Linked DNA regions of Mus musculus: region 1 is linked to region 2. The links are chromatin contacts, called in public HiChIP or PLAC-seq maps. All regions are on one chromosome and are shown on one strand. The core of a region is the stretch at or near the end of the contact, and the rest is flanking DNA. Distances in the headings are between cores, read along the strand shown.

The links. HiChIP or PLAC-seq counts read pairs in DNA pulled down with a chosen protein or histone mark.
Region 1: a contact with region 2 is called in an H3K27ac HiChIP or PLAC-seq map of the HPC-7 cell line, with 9 times the contacts expected there. The contact joins two enhancer-like sites. A contact is called at or near these places in 4 of 115 datasets of contacts at active chromatin or transcription factors (the HPC-7 cell line, embryonic basal ganglia, embryonic stem cells and 1 more) and 1 of 9 other capture datasets (pancreatic islet).

What each region holds. Positions count from the first base shown.
Region 1 is chr16:94,222,139-94,224,838 of GRCm38.p6, reverse strand. All of the region lies in intron 6 of Hlcs (holocarboxylase synthetase (biotin- [propriony-Coenzyme A-carboxylase (ATP-hydrolysing)] ligase)), which reads left to right. Among named protein-coding and RNA genes, the nearest start is that of Hlcs, 67 kb to the left of the region's middle. Within about 2 kb of position 1,363, at least 100 of the 459 cell types and tissues checked have an H3K27ac peak or open chromatin away from gene starts, as enhancers often do. A contact at or near this core is called in the HPC-7 cell line, where this site is marked.
Region 2 is chr16:93,956,135-93,958,873 of GRCm38.p6, reverse strand. Gm31012 (a long non-coding RNA gene) reads right to left here. Exons shown (of 2, transcript XR_385072.3): 2 at 1,152-2,035. It also overlaps a transcript of Cldn14 not described here. Among named protein-coding and RNA genes, the nearest start is that of Cldn14, 28 kb to the right of the region's middle. Within about 2 kb of position 1,258, at least 26 of the 459 cell types and tissues checked have an H3K27ac peak or open chromatin away from gene starts, as enhancers often do. A contact at or near this core is called in the HPC-7 cell line, where this site is marked.

The DNA.
Region 1 (2,700 bases), core at 114-2,613, 270 kb before region 2:
CCAGCAGGACACAGGTACCAGTTAGTGGGGTGAGGTGCTTGTACCTAATTATCAGAACTGTATAAACCTGATGTGGCCTCACACACCTGTAACCACAGTGCAGGTAGTTCAGGATCACAGTTACATGGTGAGTTTAAGGCTAGCCTGTCTCATATGAAGCAAAGAAAGAAGTAAAAAGAAAGAAAAAAAAAAAGAGAGAGAGAGAAACAGCCAAGGGCTGGAGAGATGGCTCAGAGGTTAAGAGCACTGACTGCTCTTCCAGAGGTCCTGAGTTCAATTCCCAGCAACCACATGGTGGCTCACAACCATCTATAATGGGATCCGATGCCACCTTCTGGTGTGTCTGAAGACTGCGACAGTGTAATCACATGGAATAAATAAATCTTTAATAAAGAGAAACAGCCAATAAGGGAATCAATCTGGAGGACGTGGTTAAAACCTCATCCTTGTAGCTCACGCTCATCTTAGAGAAAGAAGCTATAGAGGCGGCTGCCATTTACAAGTGACCTGAACCCCTCTGGTGGCTGGAAGTGTTTTATCTGGAGTCTATAGGGTACAGACAAGTTAGCCCATAGTAACAGAGCCATGACCTGACCTGGGCCAACCCGGATATGCTCACTAGACATCTGGCTATGTCCTGGCAAGTCAGCCAGGGATGTTTGGCTACTGGGGCCCAGGCCAGATCTCATGACTTCCCATGAGTTGTGAAAATGTCAGGTTCGTCGGTGCCTGTTCATGCCACTAGGAAAGGTAGCTGTGTGCTCGGCCCTTTGCAGGGAGGGCATGTGGTGTGAAGGTGGAAGGTTGGTCGGCAGTCGTTTAATCTGTTTGTCTGTAACCAAGATGATCGCATTCCTTTCTTGGAGAGTACACACAGCCAGCCATTGATGTGGAAACTGAGAAAAAGCAAGACTCGGAATATTTAGAGTTTTTCTTTAATGCTTAACATGATTTCTGACCAGCATGAGATCCGGTTGTACTTCTGGTCCTAGGTGGACACATCACTGGGTGGCGAGCCTAAGACTACTCCCCGAGAAGGCTGTGAGCCTACAGCCAGGGGAGGCTGTGAGTAGGTCTACAGGTCTGGTGCAGTCAGACACATGTGATAAGAAAAACTTCTCAAACGTTGGTTTAGGGGTTAACACGAGTCCTAATTAGGAACAGTTTAGACAGGTTTAGAATGGCGTGTTCACGAGTGTGTTCTCGGAGGTGTGACCACTCACTCACCTGTGTCCACGTAGTATGGAGACAGAGGCTGAGCAGTGGGTGGGTTTACAAATGCATTGTATTAAAACCCTGTAAATGTGTAAAGAAAAAATAACTGTAATATCGTGTTGGGTAATGAAGCAGCTATTTCCCCTGTTTGTTAGGTCGCCTCTCCTCACTTCCTCTTTCCTGAGTTTGTTTTAAGGCTTATTTACAACCTTTGTTTTTCTTTCAAATAAAACACCTGTTTTGGAGCAAGAGCTTCATGGTTCTCACCTGCCCCTTACCAGGTTCTTATACGCGGGCACACCTCGGGGACAGAGAGGTCTGTTTCTGCATGGAGGGTATTCCGTCACTTGGAGAGCCCAAAGCCACATACTTTCTGCGTTGCACAAGAAGTCATTCATCATTTTCAGTTTAGACAAAATGCTAACACTCCCCGAAGAGTATTCAAATTAGCAAGGAGAAGGGTGAGGTCAGTGGCTGGTAGAGGAGCTTCTCCTAGGCCGTGGGAAGGGCATGGGGAGCAGGAAGAGTCCAGAGAGGATGGGAGCCTAGTCCTGCCTGTGGGTTCCAGAGGTCACCGGAATGGTAATGGAGTTTTCACAGTTTGGAGCTGGAGAATGTGTGTGTATGTGTGCAGCGTTTACCCAAAACCGAAAGTGCCTGGTGGGGCAGGTGGCCATGTTAACAGCCTGGAAACCTTGGGCTACTTTTAACAGCCTGGGGTGCAAAGTGACTCTCTCAGCCTGTCTGGGCCAGCTTCCTTGTTTGTAAGGTGAGAGGGCTATGCTGTATCTGTGGCTTAAGAATGTCTAATATTGCAATTCTTTCTTTTTATTCTTTTCTCATATATCACATCCCAACCACAGTTCTCCCTCCCACCCCATGCCTCCCCGTCTCTTCCTCCCCACCTCTGCCTCTCCTCAGAAAAGATCAGGTCTCCCAGGGACATCAACCCACCAGAGTCATTACAGTAAGACCTAGCACATATCATTACGTCTAGGCTGGACAAGGCAGCCAGTAGGAGGAAAAGGGTCCTACAAGTAGGCAAAAGAGTCAGGGACAGCCCCACCCCCACTGTTAGGAGCTTATTTTGTTTGTTTTTTTGTTTTTTGTTTTGTTTTTGTTTTTTGTTTTTGTTTTTCGAGACAGGGTTTCTCTGTGTAGCCCTGGCTGTCCTGGAATTCACTTTGTCGACCAGGCTGGCCTCGAACTCAGAAATCCGCCTGCCTCTGCCTCCCGAGTGCTGGGAAGGAGCTTATTTTTTTAAGTAATAAACTCCTTCTCAAATGAGGTAAATACAGGAATCTACATACAAGTAGCCACAGGGGCTTTCCCAGCCTTAGGGCTTGCATGGAGGCTGGACAGGAAGGTACCTGAAGTCCTTCAGGCTGGGATACTCCCTTGCTGGCTGACTTCTTTTATTTTGAGCTCTCACGTTCTCTCCTTTAAGCCCTTTATGCCTCCTGGAGGTGCTGTTCAGTCGGAAGG
Region 2 (2,739 bases), core at 9-2,508:
GAAGGGACCATATGAACAGCTTCTTAGCTCTGTTCTCCTGTGAGAACAGAGTAAGCAGAGACCTGCACCCCATGTTGCCTTTTGTCTGAGAAGGGAATGTCGGGGGGGGGGGGGAGGGAACTTTCCAGAAAGAAGGGTTTCTTGGCTCTTGGCTTCTGGAGTCACAGAGATTCACAGCTTGGAGTCAGAGGGAAGGGTCAAATTGTGCCAATCAGTGGAGCTTGGCTCCGAGTTCTGCTATACCAAACCTAACGGTCATAAAGCGCTGGCCCCACAGACTAGCCATGACCAGTGGTGGACATCATTCTCTTACACGCCACCCTGCACAAGGTAAGGGTGCGTCAGCTTCAAATGTTTGTCTTTAATAATATAGAAATTATTAATTAATATAATAATTAGTCACTTGTCTCTAATAATAAAGATAGCAATTAGATAATTAAAAGCTAGTCACATACAAGGCTCTGGTCAGAAGGGAACTAGAAAAACACAGAGTCAAACACTTCAGGGTATTAGCCACCGCTTTTAAGAGTAACGCTTCTTGGGACTGGAGAGCAACACTCAAGACTCTGCACTGCTTCTGCAGAGGGACCTGGATTTGTCTCCAGTCGCGGGTGGCTTACAGCTGCCTGTAACTCCAGCTCCAGGGCCCCATGGCCTCTTCTTGTCTCTGCGGTATTCCTCCCGTGTGTGCATCCACCCACGAAGACACACAAACACACGGCTTTTTAAAAATTAACTTTAAAAAAAAATCTAAAACTAAAAAGTAAAGAATTCTAAAAGAACTAGACAATTGGGTCCATGTGGAAGAGAAAACTGGGCCTTTAGAGACAGAACAGAACCAATGTCCACCACCAATGTCTCGTTTCTGCACCAGAGCATCAGGAAAAGGAACACCCGGGAGAAGTAATCACAAACAGGGCGTCCAAGGACAACTATTCTTAAAACTGAGCTCTGGTGTCTTAAGCAGACAAGCTTACTTTTCCTGAGCAATAGAAGAATAAGCAACAAGAAAAAGGGAAAGAAAAAGGAATTAGGACATTAAATGTAAACGCCGTGGTGGATGCCTGAAGAGTGCCGATCCCCCTCCCAGCCAAACACTGTGACCGGCTGTCTCTTCTGTTTTCTCCCCAGAGAATTAAGAAACGACTGTATGATAATTCATTTGCCTTTAGCACAGGAACCACAAGGATATAACCACATATTACTCAAAAATGGGGAGTTCATGTCACATTATTTTCCGTTGGTGAGTAATGGACGGGAAACGGGAAATGTCACTAGAAGGCTGGCCGGCCATCTGGTGGGAGCTTTCCTGTGACCACGGCAGCTGATCAGTGTGGAAAGACTACAGCAGCGGGGTCTCAAGCTGTTAGGCTTCTCCAGGGAACTTGGGTTCATGCATGGAAGGCAGGCAATAAAGTCCAATTATTCTGGATGCGGCTGCAAAAGGCGTATGAAAATTATCTCACGCAGGGCAACGCTGCCGCTAAGTGTTTTTTAAAACAGCCATCAGTCATCCCAGGTAACGGAATCAAACAAGCCAATCCATCTCAGAGGAATGGCTCATTAATCAAAAGGTGGTGGTGAGATGCTGGCAATCTTTCATTGTTCCACGTGTGATATTTTAAATCCGACGTGCTGACAGGATGGTTGGTGGGTAGGAAATTATCACACCCAAGGAGGACTGCCAAACTCCACAGTGCCAGACCACTTGTGGGTCATCATTTATCACGGATCCCTGGTTTGCCCTGCTGAGGCGTTGGAGTCTTACCCAGTAGACATGGAGCCTGTAGTTGAAAACTTGACAGTGCTATAGACTCTTACTATTGAGTAATTGAAACTTTGGGGGAACCGTGAGGGCCCCTGGGGGCCTCAGAGCAGAGTCTTGACCATGGCTTCCCTAGACTCCAGAGGTCCTGATGCTCACAGCTGGGTCAGGGCAGGGCAGGGCAGGTCTATGAGGATGCGATTTCTTCTCAGCCCTCAGAGTTGCCGCTTCAGGAGCGCAGTAAGACTCTGCTACTTAGCTTGGGAAAGCCTGCAGAAAAGATTAATCACAACAGAAAGAAATTCTTCTGGTGTATGATTGAGCTAACTTCATGAGCGTCGAGTGCTAGCGGTTGCCTTGTGGGGCTTGACGTTTATTTAAATTGAGCATGCTTTTAAAAACAGTAATAACTAAGGGCTTCATCGGGTTCCGTTTGTCTCTACCTCAGTACAGATGAAACCCTCCACGGTCCTGCTGGGCTTTGTCTTGTGGGCTAATAAAGTCCACAGACTTTCCTAGGCTTAGTTTTGCCTAGAGGGAGGCGCCATGTGAAGAATTGAGTAAAAAGGGGAGATAGCTCAGCTGGGGAGATGGCTTACCCAGTGAGGTGCACAAACAGGGGACCCTGAGTTCAGTCCTTAGCAGGCATGGAAACACCAGGCTCCATGGCACAGAGCGTGTTCATAATACCAGGCCTGAGTGAGGGGCCTGGTAGGTCCCCAGAGCTCACTGCCTTCCCCCAATCAATGAGGTCCCGGTATAATGAGGCCCTGTCTCCAAAACTGAGATGGAAAGTGACTGAAGAAGTCACCTCTGGCCTCTGGCAGGCATGAACATGTACAGATGCATACAGGTCACACAATAATAGTAACAGCAATAATGAACTACGGGGACTGAAAGCTCCTGTTGGAGGGAAGTGAATTGGTGACTATGATGAGAGTTCATAGTGATTTAGTAGTTCGTTACTCTCCTAG